Linked DNA regions of Mus musculus: all the other regions are linked to region 2. Evidence: chromatin contacts called from public Hi-C and HiChIP or PLAC-seq data. All regions are on one chromosome and are shown on one strand. Each heading gives the region's core, a stretch centred on a gene start, on an enhancer-like site or on the middle of the called end of the contact. The rest is flanking DNA. Distances are from core to core; before and after follow the strand shown. Region 1 has its middle 28 kb from the start of Atp6v0d2. Region 2 overlaps Wwp1 (WW domain containing E3 ubiquitin protein ligase 1). Region 3 holds the start of Ggh (gamma-glutamyl hydrolase).

Evidence for each region. A called contact is a pair of places that touch in the nucleus more often than the background predicts. HiChIP or PLAC-seq counts read pairs in DNA pulled down with a chosen protein or histone mark.
Region 1: a contact with region 2 is called in a Hi-C map of bone marrow-derived macrophages, with 39 read pairs. The contact joins two enhancer-like sites. A contact is called at or near these places in 1 of 15 datasets of contacts at CTCF or cohesin (CD8 T cells), 9 of 484 Hi-C or Micro-C datasets (the C2C12 cell line, CD8 T cells, the STO cell line and 5 more), 1 of 115 datasets of contacts at active chromatin or transcription factors (microglia) and 2 of 9 other capture datasets (adipose tissue and liver).
Region 3: a contact with region 2 is called in an H3K4me3 HiChIP or PLAC-seq map of bone marrow-derived macrophages, with 4 times the contacts expected there. The contact joins the promoter of Ggh here to the enhancer-like site in region 2. A contact is called at or near these places in 3 of 39 promoter capture datasets (hippocampal neurons and liver), 1 of 484 Hi-C or Micro-C datasets (cortical neurons), 1 of 115 datasets of contacts at active chromatin or transcription factors (bone marrow-derived macrophages) and 3 of 9 other capture datasets (adipose tissue, bone marrow-derived macrophages and liver).

The regions. Positions count from the first base shown.
Region 1 is chr4:19,948,956-19,952,280 of GRCm38.p6, reverse strand. No RefSeq gene overlaps it. Among named protein-coding and RNA genes, the nearest start is that of Atp6v0d2, 28 kb to the right of the region's middle. Within about 2 kb of position 1,815, at least 9 of the 459 cell types and tissues checked have an H3K27ac peak or open chromatin away from gene starts, as enhancers often do. A contact at or near this core is called in bone marrow-derived macrophages, where this site is marked.
Region 2 is chr4:19,672,056-19,675,563 of GRCm38.p6, reverse strand. Wwp1 (WW domain containing E3 ubiquitin protein ligase 1) reads left to right here. Exons shown (of 25, transcript NM_177327.5): 4 at 2,270-2,408; 5 at 3,021-3,145. Among named protein-coding and RNA genes, the nearest start is that of Wwp1, 35 kb to the left of the region's middle. Within about 2 kb of position 2,128, at least 7 of the 459 cell types and tissues checked have an H3K27ac peak or open chromatin away from gene starts, as enhancers often do. A contact at or near this core is called in bone marrow-derived macrophages, where this site is marked.
Region 3 is chr4:20,040,001-20,043,382 of GRCm38.p6, reverse strand. It overlaps Ggh (gamma-glutamyl hydrolase), which reads right to left and starts at 1,331. Exons shown (of 9, transcript NM_010281.2): 1 at 1,101-1,331. The coding sequence starts at 1,209. 4930598A11Rik (a long non-coding RNA gene) reads left to right here and starts at 1,479. Exons shown (of 2, transcript XR_881147.2): 1 at 1,479-2,155.

The DNA of each region.
Region 1 (3,325 bases), core at 566-3,065, 280 kb before region 2:
TTTCCACTAAGACTGCATTCTCTATTTACATAAAGAAACCCAGTGTTTAGAAATTGATTTGCAATCTGCAGTTTCACCAGAAGATGGCAGAGTGATGTCAAAATTCCAATGTGAGCTGCCTTGTTGGTCAGGGTTCCCAGCAATGCTGAGAGGTATGTCTAATTAACTGTTGGTTAGAACTGTTGTGGCTCTCAGTTTTTCTAATGCTGCAACCATTTTGTATAGTTCCTCGTGTTATTGATGACCTCCAATGGAAAAAAATGTTTCATTGCTACTTAATAACTGTGGTTTTACTAATATTATGAATTGTAATATACATATTTGATATGCAGGATATCTAATGTGAGATCCCCAGTGGGGTAACAACCCACAGATTGAGAACTGCTGAGAACTTCCAAGCTCTTTTAATTAAAAACAAATTTAGGGACGGAGAGATGGCTCAGCAGTTAGTGCTTGCTGCTGTCCAATTATGAAGAGTGGAACTCAGATCCCAGTATCCGCAGTAGGTGGCTCATAGCACCGAAATTCCCACTACAGAGGATTCTGTTCATTCCTCTGGCTTCTGTCAGCACCTGTGAACATGCATGCACACACACACATGCACACGCACACACAGGCACACACTCACGTGCACATACAACGGCATGAGTCCTTGTGGAGGGGAAAGGCACGCATTAGACATAGCTGCTATGAGCTCATATGTGCAATGTTCTGCAAACACTGTCGCACTGCAGATGCCCACTGCCTCTGCCTAGTGTTCTCAGCTTTGACCCTCTAGACTCTGATGAGCTCCCTTGTACCATGGAACTGAGAGACCTTCTGACTCAGTGCCAAGCCCTCTGCAGAGACATGATGGCCTGTATCCCTCTTATTATGGTCCTGACCCATTTTGTCTTGAACACATTTCTCCTGATCCCTTTGTCCACAACAGTCTCTCTAAATACAAATTTTCTGGGACTGACATATGACATTTGGCATAAATTATAATATAGTTCTTCAAGATCCTCTAACTGCATGGAGTATCCTCTGGTGATAGGACACCATGACAGAGTCCTGCTTTTGGGCTGGAGGAGCTTAGCTGGCAAGCTTATGTTGCTGGCAGTGTGATAAATGCAGGTCAGTAAATTACAAAGAAAGGGGGAGTTGATTCTCTGTGGAGATGAGTAATATTTACAGTACAACTTTGCATAAAATTGTACCCTATTTTTTCTTTGTGTTTGCACATAAATTATAAGCATTCAAAGCCTACTTTTCTCATTATTTCTTAATTTATGTTCTTAAATTTTTCTTTGTTTATATTCATCACATGAAAACATTTTCATACTTACATATCTTATGCATGGGAAGGAACCCCCATCCCCCGGGCTTTGGTTTGCATTCTTACTTCTTGGATTCACACAGAAGTCAATGACTGAATCCCAAATTCCTGATTCTAGATCTTCTGTGTGCCTCATGGTGATCTTGGGTAATGTCTTTCACGTCTTAGCTTTGGCAGTTTCCTAGCACAGTGTTTAGGAAATGCTAGGGTAAGAAGCACATGATTATTCTCTGTGGTTGCTGTGTCTGCTTGAGACACAGCCTTGCTATGTACCTCAGACTTGGGTCAACATTTTGACCCTGACTCCAATTCCCAAGAGCGGGTGTGACAGGTTACAGGTACAGGTTCGATGTTTTTATTTTTAAAACTTTTTCAGAAGCTTGATAATGTCCCTGCCCTGCAACCATAAAGTCCTGACTTTGAACACAAGAACCCACACAAGAAGAAGTTATGGTAACACATGCTTGCAATTTCACCACAGAAGAGCTCGAGACAGGCAGAGTCCCCGAGGCTGCTCAGTCAGTAAACAGTCCAGACTAATTGGTAAGTACCAAGTCAGGGGAGAACCTGTCTCAAAAAACAAAAGAACTACAGCAGCAACAACAACAAAAACCACTGGAGAAATGATACCTTCATACACACACACACACACACACACACACACACACACACACACACACACACACCATCATTTTTTAATTGATTGAAGAAATTAGAACATCTTAGCATTACAAACTTGCCTGCTCTTTGCACCCTGGGAACCTCTAGTGCAGATGAGTCCTGTCCGTTAGGATCCTGGATGTGTTCCGCATTGCAACCTCTTCCTTTCTTCCAGTCTTACTTCTTAGGTGCATTTCCTTTTTTTCCTGTATATTTAGAGCAAATATATCAATTAAACATTTTCCAAACTAATTGTAAAATGAAAGTAAACCTTTCCCTCTTAGCCCAAATATCCTGCTTTTCTCTAGAAGCAATCACTGTATTTTTTAGTCAGATCAAGTTTCTGAGGACATGTTTGTCACACTGAGGATGTCATAATGCAGGACCCTTCTACATCTTCTTTCTTTAATTTAAAACAATGAACTATCATACACTCTAACATACATATTTATTCTATCATTATAATATCTGCATATATTTCCAATTCCTGGATGTAGCATTTTTGAAATATATTAATTTATTATTAAATCTATTAATTTGTGATTTCTGTTACATAAGTAATGATGTTTTATAGACTTTTGCACATTTGGCAATAATATGTAGGAGTAATTTCTAGAAATGCCACTGTGAATTTAAGAGCTGTGCCCTCTCTCCCAGTCTTAAGCAGGCAGGCTCAGACCTGGTTTGCCACAGTTGTTAGCCCACCTAGGGACAGGTCAGAAGGAGTATAGACATTCAGACTGAAGCCAAGCACAGTCACCAGTCACCATAATTCGCAGGCAGGACCATGGAGCATAAATAAATTTTATGCCCCAGTCCAGCTAATTTTTAATAAATAAAAAGGGAGGAATTGTGCCCTTGCCTCAGCCTTGAGCAGGCTGTCTCAGACCTGGTTTGCCACAGTTGCTAGCCCACCTAGGGTGGAGACTTCCAACCTAGGTAAAGTCTATTGTCCTGACACAAATACAGTTTCCTCCAAGATGCCACTACCTGCTGAGAGGCTGAGCCTGTTTTTCTGACAGATTCTGACAAAGTGACCATGAGATCCTGGCATAGGGAGAGATGCCCCTGGCCCTTATATGCTAAGACTCATAAGTAAACATTGGGCCTTGATCAGAGAACTGTGTCTTGGCTCATTATTTCTCTCTCTGATTTTCCCACTCTGCCTTTCCCATCAACCCCATTTTTTCTTTCAGGAAACCAGTAACCCATGACCGCTGGTGGCTACAAAGAGCCAAAGCATTACTACTTTAGTGGATACTGATTCCAAAGTGACCCCATTCCTATGAGGTAGTGCGATCAAGTATCTACTAGCCTGTGATCTCCCACCACTTGCACTGGAGAGTT
Region 2 (3,508 bases), core at 879-3,378:
CATTTCTTCCTCATTCAACTTTTAATTTTAATTTTCCTGTGGATCACATAACATTTGCTATTAAATGTTTCTAGGGACTTTACTGTTGATTAAGGACTCCCCCATCCCATGCCTGCAAATTGTCAATATTTACATAGTGTTACTGTGAAGGCTATTTTGAATATAACAACAAATGTAAATCAGTAAATGGGATTTATCCTATGTTTTCATCAATTAGAACTCCTGTTTGAAATAGGAGCATTCAGTTGATTTAAAAACCTAATCACTGATTTTATATGTACTATTGAGCTGTGTTACAAATTTTTATGAGAGTAAAGAATATATTTAAAAACCAATTGGCGGGAGGAGTCTGTTACTGTATCAGCTTTAGTGTTACCAAGCACTTTGCCCCGGTACACTGTGGGCATGTTTTGAGTGGGTCTGCAGTTAACTCATTATTAATGGCATAGGCTCAGTAACCGTGTTGGACCCCGGGGATTTGCTGCTGCTGATAGTGCTTTGCATGCCTTCACTCACCAATCCTAAGAACCGGGTATTATTGTCCCCCTGTTTTTCAGGTGAGAAAATGGAGGGGCAGAGCCGTTAATTGACCTCCTTCAGGTCAGGATTCTAGTGATGCAAAGTTAAAACATGAACCCAGACATATTACACTTGTATGCTTTTATTATGATCCTGTGCTGCCTTCTCTTCCTTCTCTTTACGTACAATGTGTGGATAGATAGGATGTGTATGGATCCAAAGGATAACTTTTATTTGGAGTGAAAGCTTCTGAGTGGGGAGTTTCCCTTGGTGGTGAACTTAGAGCAATTGGAACGTCTTGGATGGGAATGAGCTTCATGGAGACCCTCATAGAAGCACTTGAGACATAATGCCGAACATTGTTGCACTCTGTTATCTTTTTAACAAATGTTAGCTTATAATCTTTTTTGTTATTCTTTACATATTAATAGGGGTAATTATTTCTGAGTCTTCACCTCTGACAAGTCACTTTCACTTTGTATGTCATTGGTTTGTTTGTCTAATCGCTCTCAGTAGAATAGAAGCTTATGTTGTATTCTTTCTCATCTTAATGATTCATGTGTATGACACAGGGTCTTTTCCTTTGTCACCTCAGATCCAGAATGGTTACAGTGACTTGGTTATAGAAGGGACTGTGACATGTTTTGCTGCTTGGTACTCAGTAATTTACCCTGAAAATGTACAGTTCTGTGTTTGTTATACCAGTTGCAATCATTAATGGCACATGTTTAATTAATGAATTCTTTCGTAATCAGATACATTTTTTTTGTGTGAAACTACTTTTTTGTGTAAACATTTTTTTGTGTGTAAAACATTAAATAATTTCTAATAAATGAACCACAGATATATAATGAGCACTATCTAGATGCAGACATTTATTTTTCTCTCAATCCTTGGTACAGTTTGAAATTATATTTAAATAGTAGGTAAAAGTAGAAACTATCCAAGTATGGTAGTGCATGCCAATGACCCCTGCACGTGCAAGACAAGGGAGGCTAGTGAATTTAAGTTTAGCATGGGTTATATAGGGAGAACTTTATCTAAAATATACATCAATATATGTTACTAGATATGCAAATATCAGATCTGCTGTGTCTGATAGGAGTATAAAATAATAGAAATATTATATCCAAGACAAATTAAAACATGTTCACAGCAAAACTTGCTCATAAGTGTTTATGGAAGTCCTAGACACAACAGCTACAAAGTAATTTAAATGTCTGTCAACTGACAGATAAATAAAATGTGGTATATCAATAATGGACTAGTATTTAGAAGAAAAAGGAGTGAAGTATTGAGGCGTGGTACAATACTGATGAGACCTGAAAACCTGTTAGGTGAAAGAGCCCACAACACAGACATTTCAGAACAGGCAATCTATAGAGACAGAATAGGGACATGGAGGAAAATGGAAAATACTACTTAATGGTAAAGTAACAAAATATCTTACAGTCAATTTGGATATGTTTGTACATGTCTGGATCTATTAAAATGAAGCATCCTATTCTAATAGATGTATTTATCAGTAAGTCGGCTACTGAGAAATTAGATGGTTTTAGAGATTAGTATCTTCTCCTTTTGCCATTAAGATATATGCTAGAGGTGGAAGGACACTTCTGTTTTTATTGGTTTTCTAGTAGGTATTGCTCTTTTTTGTCTTTTTGGTTTCTCGTGTGTGTCTGTTTGTGTTTGTGTGTCTGTGTGTCTATGTGTTTACATATACTCACCAGTAATTATCATTTTCTATTAGTTTCTAGTGCCAAACTAAAAAGAAAAAAGAACTGGTTTGGAACAGCAATATATACTGAAGTCATTGTAGATGGAGAAGTTAAGAAAACAGCAAAATCCAGTAGTTCCTCTAATCCAAAATGGGACGAGCAGCTGATTGTGTGAGTATCATGTCGTAAGAATAGAAAAATCACATGTTCTATGTTTTGTATTTTGTAGATTTCACGTAGTGAAGCTTTTTTCTTTATCTAAGAAAGAATTTTGCATCTGAAGAATTTTTTTTATCATTTTTCTCATAGAGGATGGATAGTAATTTGTGTTTTTATTTTATAGACAATTATGTTTACTTAGCCTTTTTTCTGATTGCTTTGAATAGAAATAAAGTCAGCCATTCTTAAATTTGGCATTTTGAAGTATAAATTTGGCACATGAAGTATAAATTTGAATGTAGTAGAAACATTATAACTAGTGTCAGCCATTCTGAAAAGGTTTAGAAATGTGTTCCCAGGGGAGAGGATTTTCTGAGGTCTCAGTAAGGTTCTGAGTGATGCATAGCTCAGTGGTTGCTAACTACAATAATCCTAAAGTAGTTATCAAGGCCACAATGTATTTGAAAATATTTGTTATTTTCATTTCTGATCCAGGTTACTGTTTTATACAGTATTGAATTCAATTCATGGTTTTAGAAAAATAATAATTAATATAAATAACTTAGAAGAGTTAGCACACACAGCGATGACATGTTTATTTTTGTTACAATGTTATTCATGCAGAAATGTGACCCCACAGACCACCTTGGAGTTCCGAGTTTGGAGTCACCACACTTTAAAGGCAGATGCTCTATTAGGAAAAGCAACAGTGGACTTGAAACAAGTGCTGTTAACACACAACAGAAAATGTAAGTGGCTTTCGAATCTCTGACTCTTCATACATCATTTAAGAGACTTTAAACACCTCTTTCTAAAGTCCAGAAGTGAAGTACACTTTGTAGTATTGTGCTTATAAAGCACTTATAATTGCCAGTGGTTGCTTTTAGAACTGTGTTGTAGGAAATATTTTCCTACCCTTTGTTTATGCTGTAGATCATCTAGAGTACTTCGATACCAGTTGTCATCAGTCATTTATTATTACTTGTTTACTTAGACCTGATTCAAGTATGGTGGTATATGCCTCGACTTCCAGGAGTCAGCAGGCTGAGGCAGAGGAATTGTGATGTCCAGGCTGGCCTAGGGTGAATGAATAAATAGCATCCCGCTCTCCT
Region 3 (3,382 bases), core at 82-2,581, 370 kb before region 2:
TTGTCTACCTATAAATTTCTTTTGTCAACTTTAACTACAGGCTGATTTCTCCTTGGATGCTATCAAATGTCTGACATGAATGCAAACCAGTTTTACCCTGATTGAAACATAAATATGCCAGACAGAAACAATGTCACGATTTGGCTGAGATAAAATGAATATTCAAATCCTCAAAGTCGATGTTGATACTTGATGCTAAAAATGGCAAAGTCCAAGTCCAGGACACACTTTAGTTTCTTACCTATTTCATGTGTGTGTGTATGTGTGTGTGTGTGTGTGTGTGTGTGTGTGTGTGTTGTATCTTCATGTATGTCCTGGAGCAAAGAAACGTAAGTTTTACCTGTGTGCAGAATTTCTGGGATTGGAAAGGCAGGGAAAATGGTGGAAACACAGGTCAGGAAAAGCACCCATCACCCTGAAATCTGACTAAATCCTCTCACCAGTTAACACTCAAGAGTAAACTAACATTTTTAAGGTCTTTCTCCCTTCTCTGTTATTTCCTCTGATATTTCACTGGAAACTTCATGTACAGTAAAAGACACATACTAACCCCTTGTGCAACACTAGTAGCTCCTTGCTCTTATCTTATTCAAGGCACCTCTGCAGCCGTCCTATAATCTTAATTATCATTATGGACTACGAGAACAGGAATAAAGAGTGAGATCCTCTGGAAACTTCTTGAACTACGAAATTGAGCACTAGGTCAGCCGAGGTGGAGTCTTCTCTGAGAAACCCACAGCACGATTTCTCCTCTGCTTCCTTCTTAACTTGAGCTCTTCTCTTCCTACTTCTGATACATCCTAGCTTGGTTCACACTGACTGTCCTTAAAATTCTTTTCCCGCACGGAAACCTCAAATCCTGGGTTTGCCTCAACTGTGGTTCCTAAAAGTTACGGGACCGCCTCTAGCTGCTTTGGGTGCCAAGTAGTAGCGAAGAGCTGAGCCTTCATTGGGATCCCGATCCTCCAGATGCAGAGGTCTCTAGAAGGACATCAGCATAAGGTCCCATTGATGAGAAGCGCGCCGCGGGGTCTGCACCGCTGAGAAACAGAGCGCCTCGCAGACTACCGGTCCGCAACACCTGCCCCAAGCCTCCTTACCGATGATGGGCCTCTCGGAGCCATGGTTGTAGGGTCTGGACATCCCGGGACTTGAAAGCCCGCATAGTAGCAAACCCAACAAGCACAGCAGGTAGCCCAGGTTCGCCATCGCGATCGCAATCGCAATCCGGCCTCCGCCCCCACTTAAAAAGGTTCTTCAGCCAGGCGCGCGCCCGGCGGCCAGGTTGGGGCGCGGTCTCGCGGCCTGGGCGGTGCCAAGCTCGAGGGCGCGCAAGGCCGCGCCGCTCAGGCCTCTGGGAAGTGCAGTCCGGGTGCTTGCGGTGCGGAGCTGGGCGGGCCGGGCGGGGGCGGGGCCGGGGGGCGGGCCGGGGGGCGGGCCGAGGCGGGCCGGGGGCGGGCCGAGGCGGGCCGGGGGCGGGCCGGGGACAGAAGGCTCTGGGAGCGTGCTCCAAGCTTGTCCATCGCCCAACGCGCGACCTGCAACTCGCATCCCGCGGCCCAGCGAGTGGCACGCGCGCGAAGGCAGCTGTGGAGACCTCTGAATGCTCCCTGTGAACTCTTATGTGGCCTGGCGAGGTCACCTACACCAAGTGGATACGACCACCCCGGGACCTGATGGCGAGCTCGGGTCCCACCTGGCTCTGTGCGGTAACCAAGCAGCAAGGCCCGCAAGGTTCTAGAAGTTACCAGAGAACTATGCTGCATAAACGCATAGGTTTTCTGGCTTTGATATCCTGACAGCATTCGATGTTAGGACAGGGGTTCACTTCCGAAAAACCACTGATAACATATTTATTTGGGCACAAGGATGTCTGGAGGAAGTAAAAAGCACAGAGTACTTAGAGTACTTGTGTCTCCCTTTCCTTTAGAACCCTGTCAAGGGAAGGGGCTGATTCTTGCCACCTAGCCCCCCAAAAAACAATACCAGGCCACACTCGATACAAAGTGCTTGATTAACTTCGCTGTTACCAGCAACCCCAGAAAACCACTAGTATCTTATAAAATGATAAGAGCAAAGCTAAGCAGTTAAAAACTCAGGTTGACTAATATATTTTGAATGTTCAAATGCATGCACTCATAGCCAGCAGCACAAGGTAAGTTTCTTCCTATCAAGGTTCAACTAAACTCCAGGTTAAAATAGAAAATCTGTTGAAGATGAAACGGTATTTTGAATGGTGTTATTTGTGTAAGAGGTATACAATTTAGGGGGAAAAACATACAATGTGACTTGTGGAAAACTAGTGACAAGGTTCTGGCATTCATCAAGAAATGCAATACATTGTTTAGTTTAGCAAGACTATTGTAGACTGGAGTGTCGAAAGATATTGAGAAAATGCAAAGCAGGATTGAGCCTGAGTTGATAAGGATCTATTGCAAATATGCATCCATGCCTCTGGAGCAGCATCTATCCACAAAGGAGGAAAATTATCTGCTATTATTCACAAAAATAAAATCCAGATAGAGAAAAGATACAAAGGGGAAAGGGGAAATACTAGACTTTGGTATGAAAATATAAATTATATGTGTATCCATTCATAACTTTGATGGTCAGATGTTTTCATAAGATATCAAGTTTTATGAACATCATAAAACATTTAAAAAATCAAGTATTAATGAAAAACGAATGGGTTTGGCCATGTTAAATTTTAATAGTTCTGATAGCTTATCAATTATTTTTAACTGTTTTAGGAAGCTATTAGGTAATTTCTGCTAGAGGTGGAAAGTCACGTATTCTGTAATCTACTACTTCTCAAGGTATAAATATGTGTCTACTACATGATCTTACTAAACTAGGTCATGGGGACTCCACCCTCATAAATAGATTGCTGCTATCTCACAGATATGGGTCAAGTCTGACGGGAGTGCATACTTTCCTTAAAAGGGGGTTGTTGTACGTGGAACGACACATGCCCCTGTTGGTTCTCTTGCTTCCTTTTGTATCATATGAACTCTCTTACCCTTCCACTCCCATACATGATGGCATTGGCTATGAGGCTATAAACAGAGGCCAAGATGCTAGTGCCTGTTAGAACAGAGACCTAAGAAGCCTGATCCCCCAGCCTAAAGACATCAGACCATGCACCTTGTACCTCTCTCCCTGGGACAGAAAATCAAGCAACTATTCTATGTTGAGGACTAACAGTAGTCACTAATCTGTGTTGCTGACCACCACCTGGCTCTTCCATGCACTTTGTCACTTATCCCAAACTAAATCGAATGATGTAAAACTTCTTACCCGCCATCAAAACTTATAAAAAACAAACAAACAAACAAACAAAAAAACCAACATCAACAACAACAAAAACCCAACAACCACCAGG